Linked DNA regions of Sus scrofa: region 1 is linked to region 2. Evidence: chromatin contacts called from public HiChIP or PLAC-seq data. All regions are on one chromosome and are shown on one strand. The core of a region is the stretch at or near the end of the contact, and the rest is flanking DNA. Distances in the headings are between cores, read along the strand shown. Region 1 has its middle 56 kb from the start of CXCL2. Region 2 overlaps LOC102166306 (alpha-fetoprotein-like).

The links. HiChIP or PLAC-seq counts read pairs in DNA pulled down with a chosen protein or histone mark.
Region 1: a contact with region 2 is called in an H3K27ac HiChIP or PLAC-seq map of alveolar macrophages. The contact joins two enhancer-like sites. A contact is called at or near these places in 1 of 47 Hi-C or Micro-C datasets (embryonic fibroblasts) and 2 of 2 datasets of contacts at active chromatin or transcription factors (alveolar macrophages and skeletal muscle).

Annotation. Positions count from the first base shown.
Region 1 is chr8:70,097,912-70,104,000 of Sscrofa11.1, reverse strand. No RefSeq gene overlaps it. Among named protein-coding and RNA genes, the nearest start is that of CXCL2, 56 kb to the left of the region's middle. Within about 2 kb of position 1,945, at least 9 of the 83 cell types and tissues checked have an H3K27ac peak or open chromatin away from gene starts, as enhancers often do. A contact at or near this core is called in alveolar macrophages, where this site is marked.
Region 2 is chr8:69,755,679-69,761,394 of Sscrofa11.1, reverse strand. It overlaps LOC102166306 (alpha-fetoprotein-like), which reads right to left. Exons shown (of 14, transcript XM_005666743.2): 12 at 5,249-5,475. Among named protein-coding and RNA genes, the nearest start is that of AFM, 52 kb to the right of the region's middle. Within about 2 kb of position 1,319, at least 8 of the 83 cell types and tissues checked have an H3K27ac peak or open chromatin away from gene starts, as enhancers often do. A contact at or near this core is called in alveolar macrophages, where this site is marked.

The sequences.
Region 1 (6,089 bases), core at 696-3,195, 340 kb before region 2:
TCAGTACACTGTGAGTATGCCGAAAAAAAAAAAATAAGAAGAAGAAAAGAAAACAAAAAAAGAGTAGACCTAGATGAGCTTAAAGCTACCAGTGAAGAGCTGTTAGTCTTTCAGGATTCAGGTGGCTACTGATGGAGGCCCAGACGAGGAGGGTAGCAGTGCCACTGGTTGGATTTTGAAAGTAGAGCCAACAAAGTTTCCTGCTATATTACATGTGGAGTGTGTGAGCAAAGAGAAGAATTGAGGATGCCTTATAAGTTGGCTAATAAATATATTCCAGGTGACAAATGTATGAATAGAGAAAATGGAGCTGGAGTGGTCAACTTGGACTAAAAAGATATTGAGGAATAGAATGTAGAAGAATCAGTGATTAAATCATGATTTTAACTTTAAATTGAATACTCACCAGTTTGGGGCATATTTGTATAGCCTTGCACCCCCTCAAAAACCCATTATCCAATCCTGCAGGTAACCCTGTACTAGCTGTTTCATCTCTCTTGTTCTGAACCATCAGTTTCTTCGGTGCATTTCTTGATGTATTTATTGCATGATAATTATAAAAGATTGAAGTTTGGGGATAGGAATTTTAGTGCTTTTAATATATTGGCTGTGAAGGATGAAGAGGGAGGTGTGCTCAAACACTCGCGTGTGTGTGTGTGTGTGTGTGTGTGTGTGTGCGCGCGCGCGCACAGTAATATATAGAATTTTGCTTTTTCGGCTCTTTTTAATTAACCTCTTTCTTTGTCTTTCCAGTTGGGGACCAGATGACTGGGAAAACCGAGATGAGTTGATAGGGAGAAGCTTTGTCATCTTTGCACTAACCTGGACGTATTTTGGGTTCACCAGGCAAAATTGCAAGGTCACGATTGTTAATTTTTCTTTTTGTCCCATCCCCACTTTCTTTCCCAAGCATTTTTGCTTCCCTCTTGTCCTTGCATCTTGGCACCTAGAGCTTGGTCAGTGCTCTCTGGCAAACCAGAATCTGCTTTCCAGCACCTCACCCCTCCTTCCCAGTTAAACTGTCCCCACCCCCACCCCATCTCCACCCCCACCTGAGTGTTGCAGGTGAGGGAAGTCATTGATCTGGGTATAGTGATCCTGAGATCAATGAATGGGCCATAACTTTTATCAGTCCACTTCAAAGAGAATTTGCAGAAATAAAAGCCACCTCTCATAGAACACCACATTGGGAGTGGTCATATTTCATTGCAGACTACCTCTTATGAACAGCCAACCACCTAACAGCACACAAACAGAAGCCACCTCTAAACACCCACCCACACCCACACCCCTGTACCAAAAATAAATTAATAAGAAATGAGCTTCCTCTCTCCCAACCTTTATTTTCTTACCTAGGGATTTAGCACAGGGGAGGTTTATGTGCGTGTTCTACCAGTGTCCTCTTAAAGGCCATGCTTCACTTCCCAGGAGTATCCTGTAGATCGGTTCATTGTTTTAGCCAAAGGAATCTATCCTTGCTATTAGAAGGCCATATGCTCTTGACTTGGTCCGGATGAGGTTCAGAAAAGTGATGTATAAAACTAATAGGCTATTCAGTATTTTAAATGATTTTGTTTCCCTCAGTTATAAGTAATCTCCTTGTATCAGAATTCATTTATTCAATAGAAGGACAAAAGATCACTCTTACATCTTTTGTCATCAAAGCATATTTCCAACCATATCAAAATAAAACAATTAATGGAAATACTTTAGATTTTAAACCTAAGAAAGTGCAGTCGACTCAGGCCCATTTCTAACTTAAGAATCCAAGAGGCTCCAAGAGCTCTTAACTCTGTTTCTCTTAGTCTGGGGTACAGATAAGAGCTGGGTGGCTCCATTACAGATGGAAAAATTCCCAGAGTGGTTAGGAGGTTTCTCAGCATAAGAAGTAGAATCGTAAAAGGAATCAAAGCCCTCTGACTCACAGCCCAGTGTTTTCCAAAGGCCAGCCACACTTAGCTGTTTAGAGTCATTGCCAAATACCTACAAATACAGCTAACCACAGGGACTGTAGGATCAGGCCCCCTGGGAAAATACATAAAAACTATAACCTCTTGAGCAAGTATGAAGCATATCTCAGAAATACAGCAGTGTCTTAACTTTGTTCACTGTCACATTAAACTAGAGAAAATGAGGGGTGGAGGATCGGGGGCTGCACTGCCACCATCTTGCAACCAAACCACAGTAAGTGTTTTGGGGGTAACTGGCTATTTCCTAAAAAGAGAAGACAACAAAGGACCAAAAAATGGAAGCCAAATAACTTTAAAATGAGCAATACAGCAATGGAAAGATAAATGCTTTTACACTCTACAGAACTCCCAGAAAGAGATGTATTTCTGTTGACAAAAGAATTTTGGGGGAGTTCACCTTGTGGGTCGGCAGGTTAAGAACCCAACGCAGTCTCCATGAAGATGCAGGTTTGAGGCCCTGGCCTCACTCAGTGGGTTAAGGACCCCACGTTGCCACAAGCTGCAGTGCAGGTCAGAGATGAAGTTCGGATCCAGTGTTGCTGTGACTGCGGTGTAGACCTCAGTTGCATCTTCCATTCGACCCCTAGCCCAGGAACTTCCTTATGCCACAAAAAAAAAAAAAAAAAAAAAAAAAAAAAAAAAAAAAAGAAAGAAAGAAAGAAGAAGGAAGAGGAAAAAAAGCATTTTTTTGCTTTTCTTGATCTCTCTCTTCTTTTTTTTGAAGAATTGCCATAATATACACTCTGCTCAAATCCGAATCTGAGTCATTGCCTTGAGTGCTGGTAGTTCATTTGTGCAGGGATCCAGGACACCAGAGTGAGGAAGCAGAGAAGTGGAACAGGCAAGAGCGAAAGCCAATGTAAGTGAGCACGCCTCCTGGAGTTGCTGCTGCGGGCAACAGGGTCTCCAGCCCACTGGACTTTCCAGGAAGCAGACAGAATATTCTCCCTTAAAGGCCTGGAGTCTGAAGCACATAACCATCAGTCCTTCTCACCCAGGGGTATTAACTCACATCTCCCCCTTGTAGCTATTCTTGTATTTGTCAGGCACACTCCCATCACCTTGGAGGAGAGCTGTGAAAGCAGAATGCAGGAAGATGTCTGCTCTTGAGATGGGAAGCAAGGTGAATCTGAGATTGTGTGAAACTCTTCCCCACTCTTGTGACTGAAAGCAGAGGAGCGTTTAGGGTATGCAACATGGAAAATATAAATGCATGTCATAGGCCGCCTCTCATGCTAATCAGATCCACTGGTGCTCCATATTGAGTTCAGTTGGTCACTGAGTCTTATTGGAACTGTGGCCAGAGCTCAGCCTCTCTGCTCACAGGTGACAAATAGAAACAAGGTGACAAGAGTTTTGGGCAAAGGAGGAAAGATAGCTTTATTGCTTTGCCAGGTAAAGAAGGGTCACAGCAGGCTAATGCCTCAAGGGCTGTGCCCCCCGCTTAGGAGAGATTGGGAGGTGGTTTTATAGTTTGGGGAGTGAAAAATAGGGCTTAAGTTAAGGATCAGGGTAGAGGCAAGCTTGCGTTGTTTTCAAAGCCGATGTTAGTGGTCTGGTGGTCTTCTTTCCAGAATAAAGAATGTTCCATTGACATCTTCCACTTATGGGGTGGGAGAGGGTGCGGTTAGTTCTGCAGAAGAAATCACAGATATTGTTATGTATATTCCTTGAGGAGGAACCAGGACCCTGCCCCAAAGCTGCACTATGTTCTCTTGACAGCTCCTCCCTCTTCTCTGCATCCCCTCCCTTCCATGATAAGCAACTGTTGGAACCCACCTTTTGGAACTCAGGGAAGATCTTGGAGCCTGAAGCTTATTCCCTAAAAACAAGAAATGGGGGACAGAAATGCTCAGGTGCCCAGAAGCCCCAAAGGGCCTGTTTGTTTTCAGAACAAGCTATACTCCTCATGACTGCAACTGGTCCTAGCTCATCATTGATATTTGTCCTCTCCCTCCTTCGCATTCATTCTAGATTCTCATTATCCTTAGTTAGAAACTGAGCTGATTTCATTTGCTTCCCTGATGGAGGAACCTAGACCTTCACCCCTGAGGGGTTCGAGCTTGTAGTTGTCTTTTCCTTATCATTCCATTATCTGGTAATTTTGAAATTCCACTTCTTCCATTCTCCCATGGCATAGAAGCATCACAAGTTCTCAAATACCAGCTATCCTAACTCCACGTGATAAGTAGGATCAGTCATTACAACCAGGATGGGAACTCCCTTGTCCACCAGCTTGAGGAGCCCAAAGTGACCAGGTGGCAGTTAGAGTTTTAGGTTCAGTGGACCACATCCTGTGTGCCCTGGTACTGATGCTTTCTCATTGAGTTGTCAGAATTTAGCATCTCGAGTTCTGGAAGCACAAAACCTGCAGGTGGATAGCTGAGAGAGCTCAGTACTACTGCTATACCCCTTATTTCCCAGGTCCACAGATATATTCTAGCACCATTGTTTGATCCTTTTCTGAATGCCCCAAGCTGCTTCTGTGCCCCACTGTCTTTGCAGGAATGTCTATTTCCTATTTTGGAGCCCATATTATTCAACCCTGATTTCTATAGTTATACGCTTATTTTAAAAAATCAAATGAATTATTGAGTGATCTTTATTATTCTCTACCCTTAGAAAGTTTTGCTCTCCTTCAATATGATCTGCAAAATATTACCCATCACTTGTTATCTTGGAAAATAGTTGTGTGATTTTGCTTTCTCTAACCCAAATTCTCTATGTTCCCTTTAGGGAAGGAGGGCTCAGCCACAGTGAAAATAAATTCTCAGCATTGTGTGACAATATAAGGAATGCCAACAGTAAGTGTCAACTCCAATTTGGAGTGCAAGCTGGAAATTTCCTCATTTCACACTGTTACATCCTTTCTGTGGGTTACTATTAAACATCCCCTCAGAGCATTTGTTAGGGTTGTTACTGTTGACCTCTTTCATGCCCAAAATAACATGGGCTACACTCTTGCAAATTCTATGTATTTTTATTTCTCAGAAATTTTATTATTTTATGGATGGCAGATGAAAAACATGTAATTATTATTTGATGGCATTTCAGATATTATAAAACCAGATGTGGGACTATTTATAAAGAGTGACTATTCTTTTTTATGGCTGAGTAATATTCAATTTCTATTTGCAATGGATGGACCTAGAAATTATCCTACTGAGTGAAGTTAGGCAGACAGTGAAAGCCAAACATCAGATGATATCACTTATAGGTGGAATCTTGAAAAAAAAAAAGGATTAAAATGAACTTATTTTCCACCAGACTAACGAATTTTGAAAAACTTATGGTTACCAAAGGGGACAGATGGGGGGGGTGCGCACTGGGAGTTTGGGATTGGCATATACACACTGAGATATATGGAATGATTGGCCAACAGGGACCTGCTATATAGCAGAGAACTCTACCCAATATTCTGGGATAATCTGTGCAGGAAAAGAACCTGAAAGAGAATCGATGTGTGCACATGTATAACTGAATCACTTTGTTGTACAGCAGAAACTACACAACCTTGTAAATCAACTATACTTCGATAAAACTTTAAAAAATGAGAAAAAAGAGTGACTATGCCTGAGATACCACATTTACCCCATTAACAAGACCTTAGAGTAAAGCCACAATGCGAAGAAGATTTTGCAATTTATTGCAAAGAACAAAGTGACTGATATTGTGGGAAAGCAATGGGAAGGGAGAGAGTAAAGATGGAATTAGAGGGTATGTGACCTTCAGCTCTCACCTAAGATGTTTCCTTCCTTTGAGGGAGCATTCCTTTGAACATGACCCATACTCATTTGTCTGCTCCACAGACTTCTGATCTTATCTGCTCACTGTTAGCAGAGCTGTGCACACCTCAGGTAACAAGTGTGAGGTTCTACAGCTGCCAGCAGGTGTACATTCATGTGTAATCCTCCTCGGAGGAAATTCTTTTCCCGGACCCTTAGTTTACCTGATTTCATCTGACCATGGTGACAGTGAATTCCGTCTTTACCATGCTGATTTCCCAGAAATCTAAACAGGGGATCTGATTATCTCCAGGCTAAGGTGGAGACTGTGATTTAAAAGTTTCAGGAAGCCATAGGTCATCCCTGGCTCTAGGAAGCTCAAGTGCGGTTCCTG
Region 2 (5,716 bases), core at 70-2,569:
TATTAACAATAAAACCAATACTCTAATTTAGAACTTCAGTGGTTTGACAATCTTTTCAGATTTCCTTCACAGAATAAATTTCCCCCGCAACTATATATAGACATTGCTGTTTCAATCACTTTGAACATTCAAAATTATAGCCTGATGTTTATTACTCTATTAAACAAAATAATATTCCAGGAGGAGTTCCCATGGTGGCTTAGCAGAAATGAATGATTGGCATCTATGACGATGCAGATTCAATCCCTGGCTCGCTCAGTGGGTTAAGGATCCAGCATTGCCATGAGCTGTGGTGTAGTTTGCAGATGCGGCTCAGATCTGGTGTTGCTGTGGCTCTGGCATAGGCCAGCAGCTACAGCTCCGATTGGACCCCTAGCCTGGGAACCTCCATATGCCATGGATGCGGACCTAAAAAAACAAAAAGACAAAAAAAAAAAAAAAAAGAAAGGAAGAAAGAAAGAAAATTTGAACACCTACATCTCAAGGTTTTCGTAAGGACCAAAAACAATACTATATTAAAGGGCTGGGTATAGTAACTGGCACAATGAAGGCACTCAATGAACAGTGGCAAAGATAATCTGAATAATTTTATTAATTATTTCGTTATCTTATGGCAAAGATAATGAATAATTATAATAGCACAGCTTGCAACTCGCTTACATTTCAAATTATTGATGGCTTCCAACTATGATCTCCTTTCTCCCTGAGTCCCACATTGTCACAGCTTCTCTCCTATGTATTCATTTATTCGTTCAGCAAATAACTGATAAGCATGTTTATAATTTCCCTGAGGCTGAGAGCTGTAGAGTTAACAACGATAGAGAAACCTAACAGAGGAGGTAGAAAGCCTCCCTCATATAGACCCTTCTTCTCTTTCCTCACAAGCATTAGGATTCCAAGTGTTTTCAAGGCTTGGTCCCCTCCAACCCCTTTAGTCTCACCCCAGAACATTCCTCTCCGCTCTCCCACCTACGCCTCAGTCACTTGAGCTATTCTGCTCTCCTCGGCCTTGCTGGGTCCGCTGGTTTCTGGATGCACTTCCCATAAGCGACCAGTAGAGGGCAGACAATTATGACTGCTGAGTTTCCAGATCGGGCAGCAGCTGCTTATTTAACAAGGAAAAACACTCCCATCGTGATGGGATAAGTAATGGGGGTAGAGGGTCTCATTAGGCGAAGGCAGGTCTGGGAAAGAGATTTACAGCAGGGGTATCAGTATGTCAGGTTACCCCTCCGTGGCACTCCATATAGAAGCCGCCTCCTCTGCAACTGGGGACGCTAAGCCATTTGGAAGGAGACCTTCCTGCCACAGCAACAACCTGTCACATCCTCGTGATCTGCTGGCAGTGGTTTTGCCTCTCCTGTTCACTTCCTCCCACCCCACCCTGCTCTCTCTGCCTGCTATTTCAAAATATTTCCCCTAACTCTATTTATTCTTTTAGTTTTAAAATGTTTGATTTACCTTCTAAATAGATCCCATTTTTGATCCTAATGCCATCAAATTGTCCTCAGTGTTTCATTTCTGACATTAATCCTTTATTTTCATTACCTTTATTCACTATTTCATCATGTAAAGCACATTCTAGTCTGAATATACTATCTTCAATCTTAACTCAGCTTTTTTCTTCGATGGATGGTAAATTCTTTTTACTTTAAATTTCCATTTTCTTTTTATTTTCTCTATCTTATTCCCTGACTTCATTTCTGCCTTCTCTTTATATTCCTGCTGAATTTCGTCTTTCTCCGCCAGGAGCCCCTTCTCTTGTCTCTCTCTCTCTCTCTCTCTCTCTGTCTGTGTGTGTGTGTGTGTGTGTGTGTGTACTATGATGGTTAGCCAGAACTATATAGGGGTGAAAGCCATGGAGAGATCCCCTACCACTATCCCAGGAAGTTGGAGGGTTTTGTCTAGACTGACCTTTGACTTCCAATATGTATCCCCCAGAACATTCCAGAAGTTTCTACACTAGCTGTCTCTATGCTACTGCTTTCTTCACACAGAAAACACGGTGAATTCACCAGGACAGGGATGCTTCCTAATATTTCACACTTTTTATTATCTAGCCCTTATATGAAGAGTTTCATGTTTTAAAAATTATAACCAGCAATATTACCCCCTGTTTAGGGCACACTAACAGCTGCATGTTGATAGTTATGCATATGTACTTTGAGCCAGGTAACTTGGGTGCAAATTCCAGCTCAACAACTTGTTTACTTTTTGCAAGCTCTCTTACCAGTTTTCCTTGCCTGTTCAGCCTCAGTTTCCTCACAATTAAAATAGAGTAGTAATATTAGCTACCTCCTGAATCTGCAGTAAGGATTTGGTGAGATGACATGCATAAAGGGTGCCAGAGAATTTCCACCAGAGAAAGCAAAGCCTGAACTCCAGAAGTAAAGCAGACTTCTTCCTCGTGATATTCTCACACCAAGCCTCGGCTGAAGAAAGAATGGAGAACTGGGTGTTACAGTGGTCTTTGGATGCCCACTGGGATGTTGTGAGGTCTAGCTGGCGATCAGCTCACCTTGGGAGCTGAAGAAAGGACATCAGGGGTCAGCTGGCTTGTGAATTTTACTGCCATAAAACAGAACAAGTAACAACTTCATGCTTTCTGACCATGAGAATATCTTTATTCCCAAAAAACTTTGCCTCACTTGGCAAGATGATATTGTTGGACTAATCCTATCTAGGCCCTACTACAGCATATCTTAGAGCAAATAAATTAATTAGAACTAAGCCACCACGAATGATCTTGAGGGAGAAGGAACTCTGAGGACCAGGGTCTGCTTTCTCCTGAGGACAGGATCAGGGCATATGAGGAGAGCAGGAAGGGTGAGTAGCCACTGTAAAGGAGTTGCCCCACTGCCAGGAGATGGATTGTTTTCAATGCATCGTATTGATTCAGGGTAACCAGAATTTCACCCCTTGGTTTCTCTTAGGATAGTCACCTTTGGTCAATTCCACGTGGGGGCCCTAGCATCATATCCACCATCAGCAGCATTCATGCCAAGGGAGAACGCCTGGGCCATGGGAATATCTGACCTCTAGGCTCAGGATTGGTTTGGGGTGAAGAGGTGGGTGACTGAAGACACTAAGAAAGTCATTTCTCTGTTTGCAGCAGCAAATAAATAGAATCTTTCCTAAGACCTGACAGTAGGTGTTCCATAAAATCCTCCCATGTGGGCGTGATAGGGAGAACAGGGGGAAAAAGCCAATCACTTGTGAGATCCTAATCACCTTATGCTCTCAGGGTCCAAGGACAAGACCAGCTGCCCTAACGTTGTGTGTCCAGTATGTGCAACTTCCAAGGCCAAGCCTGTCATGCTTTAGTCACCTCACTCCCAGTCAGAAGCCCAGTCTCTTGGACTATCTGTCATCATAGTGATATTTCCACATCCCTAATCAGACCCATCTCCCGCTTGCCTTGCCCTCCCTAACTCATCCTCTTTGTACCTTGAGGCTTTCCCATCAGAAAACACCCCTATTCTGGGGCTTGGGGATGGAAATGTGCTACAATGAGGTTATGATGGTTGTACAACTATAAATACAATAAAATTCACTGAATTATTTAAAAAAAAAAAACACTGCCCTATATCCACAGCCTCTTTTCTGAACCATTTCTTGCTCTATATGAAAACATGAGGCTCCCCAGAAGACACAGCATCCCCAAGACCCCGCAAGAGGAGTTTATTTTGTTCAGTCGCCACTTACCTTAGCACCTAGTTCCCTTTTACCGCTCCCTGCCTATCTCTCCTTTATCCTCTTTTAAATGCCATAGCTCTTTGGGGGTACTTGCCATCAAACACTGACATCCTCATCCCTCTTTATTTATGCCACATATGGGAAGCCTGGTGATGTCCCCTCATTTTTGATGATTTCGGACCCCATTAATTGCCCTGCTCTCCACCATTATCTTGACTTCCATCGTCTTCTATAGTTTCAACAACTACATTTAATGATCCACATGGGGCAGATTGATTATAAAAATGGACCCACTGCCTACCTTTCTTGTATCTGTGCCCTTTACACTGTCACTTTCCAAATGTTTACTTCTCAGAAAGGAAGTCTATGTCTACATCCCTTTAAGCTGGGCCCACCCTATGACCCTCCTTACAGCAGAACTGACATTGCATAGTTCCACACATCGCCTTCCTCCCAGTTGCCATATAAAGAGGTCTGGGATCACCTGCCCAAGAACAGAAGACCACATGCCTCAGAGATAAGGCTTCCTGGGCCAACCAGCTCCCAGCTGACCGAGCAACTGACCCAATAGCTGACCACAGACTGGGGCAAGCCCAGCTGAAAGTGGCTGAGGCTGACCCAGGCCCACAAACTCATCAAATCAACACACAGACACATGAGCACTAATGGATGCTCTGTAAAGCCACTACAATTTGGTGTGATCTGTTACACAGCAAACACTAACATATATATCATACGAGGAAAAGATGAGGGAGAAAAAGATTGGACTGTGACTGCAGCAGTGGGAGGGCAAGAGAGTGGACAGCAGAGTGGAAGGATGAGATATTCTAATAGATGCTGTGAATGCATGAGTAGAAAAGAGCGGGGGATTGAAGTCTACTGCCAGCTTCATTCAGAAACCCTTTATACATAGAACACACGTTGGGAAACCCTGTTCAAGGGTAAAGAGATTGTATTCTACTGGCAACATTTCTGACCAATAGGATTCAGTATACATAACAGCACCCAAATCAGAATAGCACTTTATAAAGTAATAACTTATAGTCATAAAATGTTCTAATTTACAATGTTTTCACATGTACTATATATATATATGATCTATGCGTGTATATATAATTATATGAATTTCCATGGTCATGCCCAAGTTTGGAAAGCATTGTACATCATTCCCCTTCACCGTCCCCTGGAGTGCCTTCTGCAGATTAAAAGTGTAACCACGCTACCTCACCTTCAGATGACAGTCAACTAAAAGGGATCTACCCTTAGTAAATATTTTTCTTTGTAGCTTCAAATGTAGAAATTTGGTTGGAAGTGACAAATATATTTCTATTCAACAACAACAACAACAACAACAACAACAAAACGAGCTTTTAAATTAAGCCTACCTACAATAAAACAGGTTGCTTTAAAGTGCAGAATAGTCTCATCTGACCTCTGATATGACATTTAGCTATTGCATTGATTATGTAATACTTGTCTATGCACCCACTTTACAGATCTCCATACTTGTTCCCTTGTTAAATTAAGAAACATGCTAAACAAAGATCCTTACCTTTGCTTCTCAGTTTGGAATTCCTGCTCTTGAGCTTTGCACAAGTCCTCTTTAAGGTTGATGACTTTGTCACAGGATAAAGGTGGAGAAATGTAAGTTCCATCGACTTGAAGATCATCAAAGCAAGGCTTCCGGAAGGCATATGAGTCGTCACAGCAGTGACCCACGCCAGCATTGATAGGCTCTGTCTCGTGTCTTCTGCATAAAGCTCCAAGCATTAGCTTTGCCTTTCCCAGAAGAGAATTAAGATAAGAGACATAAGGTGTGTGGTCATTATTATTAATATTTGTGCAGAGAAAAGTATTCTTGAATTCCAGTTTCTGAGAATTCAGCCTGGGTTTCACTGTCTGCAGAAGAGCAAGAGTGTCAGGCGAAGCCTGGTTCTCAGCCTTATCCTCCTTCTTCCTGTCATCCTCCAGGTGTCATCCTCATCCCCTTTGAACCCACCTCCCCGTTCCTCCCCAATCC